Regions from separate parts of the Sus scrofa genome. Here region 2 is linked to region 1. The links are chromatin contacts, called in public HiChIP or PLAC-seq maps. All regions are on one chromosome and are shown on one strand. The core of a region is the stretch at or near the end of the contact, and the rest is flanking DNA. Distances in the headings are between cores, read along the strand shown. Region 1 holds the start of EXTL3 (exostosin-like 3). Region 2 overlaps INTS9 (integrator complex subunit 9).

Region 1 (5,461 bases), core at 77-2,576:
TTATGTTACATATATTTTGCCACAGTAAAAGAAAGTTTAAAAAAACATGAAAGTTGGAATTCACACTGTGGCTTTGTGGTAACAAACCTGACTAGTAGCCATGAGCACTCAGATTCAATCCCTGGCCCCACTCAGTGGGTTAAGGATCCAGTTGCATGAGCTTGGGTAGGTCACAGACATGGCTTGGATCTGGCGTTGCTGTGGCTGTGGTGTAGGCTGGCAGCTGCAGCTCCGATTTGACCCCTAGCCTGGGAACCTCCATATGCTGCAGTGCGGCCCTAAAAAAAAACACCTCAAACCCCTCGAGGATTTAATAATAAAACTATAGATGTGATCCAAGATCCTTGCCTGGCATGGGAGTGACTCATAGAAAGAGTAGAAACTCAGAGGGAAAAGAAACTATGAGGGCCTAGCATCAAGCAAACATAGCTAGTTTGGGAATGGGAACCCAGATAAAGTGAAGTTATCAGGAGCAGAGCAGCAGATGAATAGATATCAGATCCGGGAAAGCCGGATCTTGTGCCCTGTGCAAAAGAGAGTGAACTTGACCCAAGGAAAGGTGTTTAAGCAGAAAGGAACATGTGTATGATCATCTTTGCCCATGAGAAAGATCACCATGTGTGGGGGATCACTGCAGAAGATCAATGTTGAAAACAGAGTGAACTGCTGGGTTAGGCTGTAGCCCAGGTGCAGCCCTAGCCTGCACCATATACAGGGTCCCTAAGGTAATTCTTAAGTGACAGGAGACCCAGTGGTTTCTCTTGGTTTTGTTACCTGCCTTGGCACAAGCTTTCCCGGGTCTAACATGAGCACATGTGTCCTCTCCTCGGCTCAGCCTGGTACCAAGTCCCTAAACTGGGAGGAAGCCCTTGTGGGATTTAGCCCAGTGACCTCATGTGAACCCTGGAAGCTCTACCCTAAACCTCTCTTTCTGGCAAGATCATCTTGTGGAGGGGAGGGATGCCCAGAGACGGGAAGTGAAAGAGGGATGTTGCCCTCCAGCCTGCGGACAATCCCATTGCTCCACTTGGGCTCTGAAGCTGCCTGTCCTATTCCTCTTACCCAGACTGGGGTGGCCTCTCTCAGCTCTGCAAGAATGCACTTCCTGGAGTTTCCATCATGGCGAAGCGGAAAGGAATCTGACTAGTACCCATGAGGACGCAGGCTCGATCCCTGGCCTTGTTCAGTGGGTTAAGGATCCGGCGTTGCCGTGAGCTGTGGTGTAAGTCACAGATGTGGGTCAGACCCCGAGTTGCTATGGCTGTGGCATAGGCCAGTGGCTACAGCTGCAATTCAACCCCTAGCCTGGGAACTTCCACATGCCCTGAGCTCAGCCCTAAAAAGAGAAAGAATGCACTTCCTCCTCCTAAATTTAGACTCCCTGTCCTGCCCCATCCCCATTGCCTGGGGGCTGAGTGTGTTCCCGGTTTCTCACTGAGACCCGCCCTGCTCAGGGCTCCCTGCTAGCACTGTTGCCCAGTTGGAGGCCCTGCTGCAAATCCACAAGGGCTGCCCTTCTGCCTGCACCTTCCTGGGCTGCTCAAGCGGCTCCCTGGCTGCCTCCCTGCTTGAGACTGTGAAGCCATTTTCCAGGCTTGGTGACGTGGCCTGCTGGCCTCCAGCCCTGCGTTCAGTGACCTCATGTTGGTAGCTTGAGATCAGCCCTAGGAGAAAACACCACAGAAATCTACAAACACCACGAATCAGAGATTTTCTTCTGGAGGGCCAGCTGTTTTATCAGCACACCTCTGATTGGGCTTCTGATACTTTCAGAAGAATTAACAAACAAAAGCTTCTGCAAGTAACAGGCAGGGCTTCATTCTCTGACATCTTCTCCCCATCACTTCAGAAGGCAGGTGACCAGGCTCAGTGAAGATTTAAAGCTTCTCATCCCACCCATGGATGAGGTTAAATGCGGGAGGCTGGCTCGCTCAGAAAGACTGATTCCACCTTTGCAGGCACCCTTCCCAAGCTGTGAGGCTCTTAGCCTCTAGAACTAAAGCTGAGTTCTTCCCAGGAGGCTATGCTGTGTGCCCCCCAGTGATGAGGACCCCGCTTCCTATAATCCTCCACTCATGGCCTCTCTGCCCTTGTGCTGAGGCTCAAATGCAGGCAGGCCACCTCCTCCCAGGCACCTGACACACCTTCTCCAAGCCCTTCCTGCAGGAAGCCAGACATACCAGATCTACTGTCTGTGAAGCTGGGGGCTTCCTTATTCCACTAACATCCTTGATCCCACTGAAGAGGCCTGGAAGGTGTTAGAGGACAGAAAGAAGAATGTGGTAATTGATTTGGCTTTACTGTGTTTAAATTGTCAGGGTTTGGATACATTTGAGACTTTATATATTATTACCATTATTTTGTCATTGGGTGGGTGCCATTTTCATAAGATTACACTTTGAGTCCCAAGCTTCTCTCCCTATTAATTCTCACCCCCCACCCCCAAATTATAGATTCAAGTCCTAATCTCCGGCACCTCAGAATGGGACCTTATTTGGAACAGGGTCATTGCAAGTAAACTTGATTAAGATGAAATCATATTGGGGAGTTCCTGCTGTGGTGTGGCGGGTTAAGGATCTGGCATTGCCACAGCTGTGGTGTAGATCACAGCTGTGGCTTGAATTTGATCCCTGGCCTGGGAATGTGCATATGCTGCAGGTGCAGCCAAAAAAATGAAGTCATACGGGAGTAGGTTGGGCCCCTAAGCCAGTATGATTGGTGTCCTCATAAGAGGGGGAAATTGTACACAGGCATGCACTCGGGGTGAAGACTATTTAACTAAAGACAGATATCTGCAAAACCAAGAGAGTGGGTGGAACAGATTCTTCCCTCCCAGCTCTCAGAAGGGACCAATCCTGGCAACCCCTTGGTCTCAGACTTTTAGCCTCCAGACAGTGAGATGATACATTTTTTTGTTGTTCGGGACACCCAGTCTGTGGGAAGTTTGAAACTCTAGCAAACAAAATACCCTCCCTAAGATAATTACTTTTTTGGTGCCCCCCTATGGTTTGCATATAAGCAAAACTCTCTTAGTTCACTAAAACCTCAGAATTTGTTTCTCTTTAGACAACTTTTTAAAAAATCATGTATTGTGAAGAAAAATTGAAAAATGCAATGCCATCCAAAATTAGAACCATTCCCCACAAATTAGAAATGTTTAAATTATTCAATAGAAATGAAAGAACCTTAAATCACATTAAACTCTAAAATATTTGCATTACTCCAGGAGTTCCTGTCGTGGAACAGTGGTTAACAAACCTGACTAGGAACAATGAGGTTGTGGGTTTGATCCTTGGCCTCCTTCAGTGGGTTAAGGATCCAGTGTTGCTGTAAGCCGTGGCCCATAGGCTGGCTACAGCTCCAATTAGACCCCCTAACCTGGGAACCTCCATATGCCGTGGGTGCGGCCCTAGGTAAGACCAAAAAAAAAAAAAAAAAAAAAATTTACGTTACTCCAAAGTTTCTTTTTACATGTCATCACATATCTTTTCACATAGTTATAATCATTGGTCACAAACTTTCTTGGGTTCTATGGTTTTTTTTTTCTTTTCTTTTCTTTTCTTTTTCTTCTTCTTAGGGTGGCGACTGCAGCATACGGAAGTTCCCAGGCTAAGGGTGGAATTGGAGCTACAGGTGCTGCCCACGTCACAGCCACAGCAACACTAGATCCAAGCCACATCTGAGACTTACACAGAAGTTTGCAGCAACAAGGAATCCTCAACCCACTGAGGGAGGCCAGGGATGGAACCCACAACCTCACAGTGACTACTCCAGTTCTTAACTGGCTGAGCCACAACAGAACTCTGGATTCTGTGTTTTTCATTTAATATTACTTGAAGAAATATTTCAACTTAGTGATGACATTCATATTCTTCTTTAAATAGCATTATTTTTCTGCATTTTACATATTATTACTTTGTTATTTCCTAATTTCTCACTGTGGATATCTTTGTATAATTTATTTTTACTCCATTTGAAGTATTTCCTTGAGGTATACACCCTGAAAAGAAAGTCCTCTATTGCACAATCTCGTATTTCCTGTCCCATTTACTGATACTCTCCAGACAGATTGAACCAGTCTGTGGTTTCACCAGAACGAAAAACCAAGGGTGCAAGTTTTTTCATAATCTTGATGTCATTAAGCTGTACAATTTTAAAATTATTTTTCCTAGCTTGAAAAGCTTTTCCTAGACCGAAAGTTGCTTAGTTTTGCACTTATGTCACCACTAGAGAGGGGCCCCAGGCACTCTGAAAGCATCTGTTTATTTTTCTCTTTGAGATGGGAGCGACACGCGTCGCAGACTAGTTGGCTGCAGTCCCTCCCAAGTGCCCGGCCTTGCCCCTCCCTAGGCCGGTTCCCCAGGCTCATCCTCGAGCCCGGGGCGGCTTTCGGGAAGCGCCCGCCAGGGGTCAGCGCAGGCTCGGCGGCGGGCTCCGCTCCCCACAATGCACCGGGCGCTCGGGTCCTCACTTCGGGAGGTAACCGAGCAGGGGCTGCTGCTGCCGGGCCCGAGGGGTTTGCGGGAGGCCGAGGGGCGGGGCTCCTGGGGGCGGGGCCAGGCCCGCCGCGGTCTTCGGCTGGTGCTCCACTCCCGCCCTCAGCTACCCCGGCTCACCTCGCACCCTCTCCAGCCTCGGAGTCTGGTCCACCTGGCGGTGTAGTAAGGTAGGGGTGCTCTTTCGGACCGTCCTTTTTTGGGGGGTGGGGGTGAAGTCTTTTCTTAATAATGCCAACAGGAGTAGTCTTACCGTTGCTAACGATTAGAGGTGGAGCAGCCAGGTTTGCGTGAAGCAATCTATTTCAAAACTCTTTTGTTTCCGTCTCATTCTCCCAGACCTCCTAGACTCTCTTGGGCTTTGGGAAGCCTGATTGGGAGAGTGTGTGCTAGAGTAATTTCAAGCTCATGGTTCATCCTTCCAGTCTTGGGAAGATAGACAAACTCCGAGGTGGGGTTAGAATGTGTAAAAACTTGTATGGGTGTGGGCTGGGTTTCTTCAGATGTGTGCCTGTGTGAAAACTCCGAAAAAAATTAATGTCCGTAGGGATTGAATCCTCAGTGTGGATGGGGGTCCTGAGACACTGCTGTTTTGGGTTCTTAGTGAGTGGCATCTGTCGTACCTGCCTCTGCCACCCTTTAGCCATCAGGAGGTGGCTGTCTTGTGATCCAAGCCAGTGGGTGCCCTCAAGTTCTATCCCACACCCCAAGATTGCTCTCCAGGACACTGCTTCCCAGCAGTCCTGCCGCCACACCTCTGAGGACCTCAGCACAGCTGACCTTAATTTGAGGATATCACAGTTTGAGTTTTTGAAAATATAAAGTTTGGCAGATAGAAAGCCCTGGAATATGGGAGCACCTGGGATAGCTTAAGCTTGTGGGGTTTGTGTGCCTCAGCCTGTTTTCTGGGTCACACTGTGTGGCTCCATCCATTCTGTCTCACTTCGCGTTACCCCAGTGTTTCC
Region 2 (5,878 bases), core at 1,742-4,241, 160 kb after region 1:
CAGGCAGCTGCCCATGTCGGGCCAAGGGCACTGGCTCAGTCCTTGTGTGAAGAACAGTAAGGAGGTTCCTGACACAGCCTGTGCCCCATGAGGACGCCACTTCCTACAGCCCCAGGTTTCCACCTGCCATCCCCAGGAAGTCACCTGGTGAACTCAGGATAACTCACAGGACTGCCAGACTTTTAAATGACCACCCTTCCAATGGACCCTGAATCCCCCAGATAAGGCCAGCAAGGCTGCCTGGCAGGATAGCTGCCTCTCTTTTTGCTCCCACAGTTCTCATAATACTGGAAAAAGTGGTTCAAAACCTAGCAGACTTCATAAACAACAAAACTTGTGCTCTGGAAGGGCAATAAACCAGTTTAAATTTAAATTCGTTACCCAGGCGAATGTCTGGGAATAAATGTCATGGACAATCACGTAGCCCCTTGCTTCTTAGCTGGCTGAAGGGACGTTTATGCTATAGTCATACTTCTTACTGTGCCTCTGTAATATTGTACCCACTGTCACATCAGAGCCTGCAGCTCCTCAAAAAGAACAGGAGAGAGACCCCCTTGGTCCTACTATAGACAACTTTCTCCAGGTAACTTCCTGCTTGGCTGAACTTGGCAATGGTGAGGTCCTGGGTATCATAAATCAATGACTTGTGGTCTGACTTCCTCTGCCTTTGGCTAAAAGGGGGCCTGGGAGGGTGAACAGCAGCACACAGCAGCTGCTCTTCTTTTTTTTTTTTTTTTTTTTTTTTTTTTTGCTTTTTAGGGCCGCACTTGTGGCATACGGAAGTTCCTAGGCTAGGGGTCGAATTGGAGCTCCAGCTGCTGGCCTACACCACAGCAACAGCCACACTGGATCTCTGACCCACTGAGTGAGGCCAGGGATTGAACCCGCATCCTCGTGGATATTAGTCGGATTTGTTTCTACTGCGCCACAAAGGGGACTCCCCAGGAGCTGCTCTTCTGAACGTTCCCACACTCATGGCCAGGCCATGGTGTCCCCCTACTAGACATAAATAACCTCACACAGTGCTGACCTCAGATATAGCCACTCAGTGACAATGACGGATTAAAAATAAGAGCCCTCCACGATCATGCCTGAATGCAAAACCACAACACTGTCTAAACCGCAAAACAAGCAAACACTACCCTATCCTGGCTCCGTTCTTCTTGCCTCTTGGATAAGAATCATTAAGATATCCAAGCAGAGGAGCTCCCGTCATGGCACAGTGGTTAAAGAATCCCACTAGGAACCATGAGGTTGCGGGTTCGATTCTTGACCTCGCTCAGTGGGTTAAGGATTCGGTGTGGCCGTGAGCTCTGGCGTAGCTCTGATTGGACCCTAGCCTGGGAACCTCCATATGCCGCAGGTGCAGCCCTAGACAAGACAAAAACAAAACAAAACAAAACAAACAAAAAAAGATATCCAAGTAGAGAACTGCATCCTGATGGCCCGCAACTCAGACAATGAACTGTTTCAAAAATCACCTAACACGAGGCTCAAACCCATAAGAAGCTCTTTTGAACCTGCCCTGGGGATGTCTCCCACTTCTCCAAAGCCACCTCACCATAATGAGTCAGTTAGGGTGTGTTTCTGGTGGCCAGGAAGCTTTGGGCATAACCAGACTCTCCTCCATCACTCACATCTCAAGAGTAATTAAAAACTCTAAAAAGGCAACTGGTACTCTCTCAACAGCCTTTTGTGCCAGGCACTGTAAACAGTGCTTCCCTGCAATGTTCCACTAGATGCACAAAGCTGCCCAAAGAGAGATGTGCCGACAATTCCAGTTTGCAGCAGTGAGGAAACTAGGGCTCAGAGACATGAGTAACCAGGCTTAGGGTACAGTAACTTGGAACAGATTTTACATCAAGGTGTTTTTTTGTTTGTCTGTTTGTTTATTTTTGGGCCGCACTCGCAACACGCGGATGTTCCAGGGCCAGGATCAAACCCACACCACAGCAGCACCTCGAGCCTGGTCCCTCACTTGCTGTGCCACAAAAGAACTCCTAGATCAAGGTTTTTTACTTCATTGCTCATGAGAATTTCAAATCCCAAGGCTGAAGACCTTGAACTGACAAACCAAGAGAGTGATTAAGTAAAATCCCTAACTTGCCCTCATTAAAGGATGAGTGTTATTCTGAGGGATTCATCTCCGTAAGAAAAACTGTAAGCCAGAGTAAACTGTAACCAAAGGAAGTAGTTCCAAAAGGATAAAACAAGGCTGGTTACTAAATCGCTGTAGGTCTCAGACAGCTTACAAAATCCTATCAAAAGCAGTTCTAGACCAGAAATCTCTCTATAAAAACAGATGTGAACGTTCCGTCCAGCGTGCAGTGATCTAATAACAGAGCGTCTTGCTTGGCTCTTACCCTTTCCCTTCTGGTCTTCTTATCCTTTGGTATTTATGACAGAGGTGTTCATATTTACATTTTACCATCAAAATCCTCCCAGGGTTTCTACCTGATAGGTACATCCTACCAGGTGTTCAGGGCCAGTCCCAGTGGAAAGGGCGGGGTCTTGTTTGTTGGTTTATTTACCTGTAAATATGACGGTGTTGAGACTGGATTTTCCCCAGAGTTCCATGAAATGGACCACATCCCCAAACCGGAGGGACGGGTGTCCTGTGAACACCACACATGGCTGTCTGAAGTCGTTGCTGAAGTCTCCGTGGATGCTGGGGTAGTGCTTCAGCTTGTTGGTCTGGATGAGCTGGAAGAAAACATGTACAAAAAGCACATGAAGAGTCAGCCTGCCTAGGAAGGGAAAACCAGAGTGTGGGAAAGTGAGTGGAAAAAATTAAAAGTACAAGAGAATTGCCAAAGATCCAAATTTCTTTACCTCCAACGTGATTTTCTCAAAAGATGCGACCTTTTGGTACAAATACCATACTTAATGGAGACTTAAAAAAATTTTTTTTACAGCCACCGCTGGGGTACATGGAAGTTCCTGGCTTGCGGTCAGACTGGAGCTGCAGCTGCTGGCCTATGCCACAGCTATGGCAACACTGGATCTGAGCTGCATTTGCAACTTATGCCACAGCTTGCAGCAATGCCAGATCCTTAACTCACTGAGCAAGGCCAGGAATCAAATCCACATCCTCAGAGAGACATTCCTGGGTCTCTCTAACCTCAGTGAGAACTTCCAAAATTGACATTCTTTTTATAAACTGACTGGACCAAATCATTACTTGCCCCAGTTAAATGGGCAAGTAGCCCACTAAGAGACTAGTTCTACTGTATCCATAGATGGCAAGGAAATGAATGGGATTCTAAGAAGAGCAGCAGGTCTTTGCACACAACTTAAGTCACTTTTTAGGCAAACTAAGATAAATTCATCATTTTTTTTTGCAGGGGTTGGGGGGGTAAATGCATCTACTTTTCCAGCTGACTCACTACCTTTAACTGTCCAGCATTACCTTTGTGCTGATTTAAGGTGCAAATCATATAACCAATGAAGCCATGAGGTAGGCATTCTGTATAGCAATGTTTTAGCAGCTCTAAGAGCAGAACCATATCTTATGAGCACCGGTCACATAATACTGACTCTCACCTCCATCACACCCTAATACTGACAAGTGAATTCCAGGAACCCTGATCAAGCAACTGTGGTCTTTCCATTTCCTAACTGTAATGGGAACAGAAGTCATCTGTGACATATATGTGGGTAAGAATGTGGTTAACGCCCTTAAAGAACAAGTTCTAAAGAACGGCTAATTGCTATTTGGGCAGAGGCAAAGAGACTTTTAGTGGCAAAGCCCACCACAAAGTATGTTTCGCTATATTTAATTTTCTAATATTACATTTCTAGCCTGAATTTCATGGTAGGAATGACAGAGCTTCCAAAAACCTTTTGCTACTGTAAGAGAGTATGAGGATGGCAAGTAACTCCTCAAAACCTTCCACTTGACATTCTGGTTCATGAAAGACCTGTCCCTCAGAATAGGAAAACAGTCAAATGTAAAAAAATTAGCAGAGTTCCCATCGTGGCTCAATGGTAACAAAGCCAATGAGTAGCCAGGAAGATGTGGGTTCTATCCCTGGCCTTGCTCAGTGGGTTAAGGATATGGTGCTGCTGTGAGCTACAGTGTAGGTCGCAGATGCAGTTTAGATCCTGTGTTGCTGTGGCTGCGGTGTAGGCTGGTAGCTACAGCTCTGATTTGACCCCTAGCCTGGGAACTTCCATGTGCCATGGGTGCGGCCCTAAAAAGACAAAAGATTAAAAAAAAAAAAATAGCAAGACATTTGTTGCAATTTACTTTTTTAAAAATTTAATTTATTCATTCATTAATTTTACTTTTTAGAGCCACACATGCAGCATATGGAAGTTCCCAGGCCAGGGGTCAAACTGGAGCTGCAGCTGCAGGCCCATGTCACAGCCACAGCAATGCCAGATCCGAGGCACATCTGCAACCTATACCACAGCTTGTGGCAATGCTGGATCCTTAACCCACTGAGTGAGGCCAGGGATTGAACCCATATCCACATGGATACTAGTCAGGTTCTCAACCCACTGAGTTACAGTGGGAACTCCTGTTGCAATTCACTCTTGAGCCAAATAGTTAAATGCATAACAAATAAATCAATGAATATATCCCTATACATAAATATCAGCACAGACATCCCAAACTTGCTGAAATTTCTATAAACTGGAAACTTCCATTTTCCCATATGCACATGAAGAAACAGTATCACTGGTTACTCAAATCCTCCTTTGTCCCCTTCTAGTGCTCCGACCGCCACTCCCAGGATAACCACTATCCTGGCCCAAGTATCACAGATGAGTGTGTGTTTGAACTTTCATATGAATAAAAATCACACCATATCTACTCTTTTATATTTGGCTTTTTTTTTTTTTACATTAGTGAAATTTGGTTAAATTTATCTACACTGTTGCATATACCTGGAGGTCCTTCGTTCTCTTTGATGTAAGATTTTCCTCTACAGGAATATACCACAAAATCCATTCACCTGTTGATGGGCATTTGGCTACATTTTAGCACAATTACCAAGAGGGCTATGAAGACTTCTGTGCAGGTTTCTGGGAGACACATCTGCCTTTCTATTTAGACAGATTTTAGAGATGGAACTGCTGAGGGACAGCAGAGTCACGATCCTAGGTTCAGCTTTAGCAGAGACTGTCAGTTTCCTAAAGTGGTTACACCAAATTAAACATCCTTTTAAAAAAATATAACAAAAAACTGGGAGTAACTCTTTTGTCCAATAGTAAGTTCATATGATATACTATGGAGTATTAGGCAGCAATAATAACAATGATACACAGAGAAAAAGGTCCATGACACACTGTTCAGTGAAAAAAACATTGGAAACAAAATTGGACACATACTCAGTCATATAAAAACACTCACTGGTTCTGTGAGGAAGGGGGAATTTTTCTTTTTCTAAACTGAAATACTGTTTTCATCATTAAAAATGTATACCCATGACAGACATAACTCAGTGAAAAGGACTGTGACAAGTAAATCTGTATGAAAAAATGTTAGCAGTAGATATTAGAATAAAATTCCTCACTTGGGAGTTCCCATTGTGGCAGAAACGAATCTGACTAGGACCCATGAGGCTGCAGGTTTGATCCCTGGCCTTGCTCAGGGTTAAGGATCCGGCATTGCCATGAGCTGTGGTGTAGGTTGCAGATGCGGCTTGGATCCTGCATTGCTGTGGCTGTGGCATAGGCTGGCAGCTGTAGCTCCGATTTGACCCCTAGACTGGGAACCTCCATATGCCATGTGTGCGGCCCTAAAAAGCAAAAAAAAAAAAAAAAAAAAAAAATTCCCCACTTGCTCAATGAAACAGAGGTAGGCTATTACTGAAGAACATACTGTTAACATAATGTGTTAATAAGAAGAGAAAGCAATGAATCTTGGAGT

The links. HiChIP or PLAC-seq counts read pairs in DNA pulled down with a chosen protein or histone mark.
Region 2: a contact with region 1 is called in an H3K27ac HiChIP or PLAC-seq map of alveolar macrophages. The contact joins two enhancer-like sites. A contact is called at or near these places in 2 of 5 promoter capture datasets (fetal liver and liver), 22 of 47 Hi-C or Micro-C datasets (adipocytes, alveolar macrophages, blood and 14 more) and 2 of 2 datasets of contacts at active chromatin or transcription factors (alveolar macrophages and skeletal muscle).

The regions. Positions count from the first base shown.
Region 1 is chr14:12,433,040-12,438,500 of Sscrofa11.1, forward strand. EXTL3 (exostosin-like 3) reads left to right here and starts at 4,512. Exons shown (of 7, transcript XM_021074090.1): 1 at 4,512-4,666. Within about 2 kb of position 1,327, at least 6 of the 83 cell types and tissues checked have an H3K27ac peak or open chromatin away from gene starts, as enhancers often do. A contact at or near this core is called in alveolar macrophages, where this site is marked.
Region 2 is chr14:12,591,685-12,597,562 of Sscrofa11.1, forward strand. It overlaps INTS9 (integrator complex subunit 9), which reads right to left. Exons shown (of 17, transcript XM_001928998.7): 12 at 2,532-2,703. Among named protein-coding and RNA genes, the nearest start is that of INTS9, 98 kb to the right of the region's middle. Within about 2 kb of position 2,992, at least 1 of the 83 cell types and tissues checked has an H3K27ac peak or open chromatin away from gene starts, as enhancers often do. A contact at or near this core is called in alveolar macrophages, where this site is marked.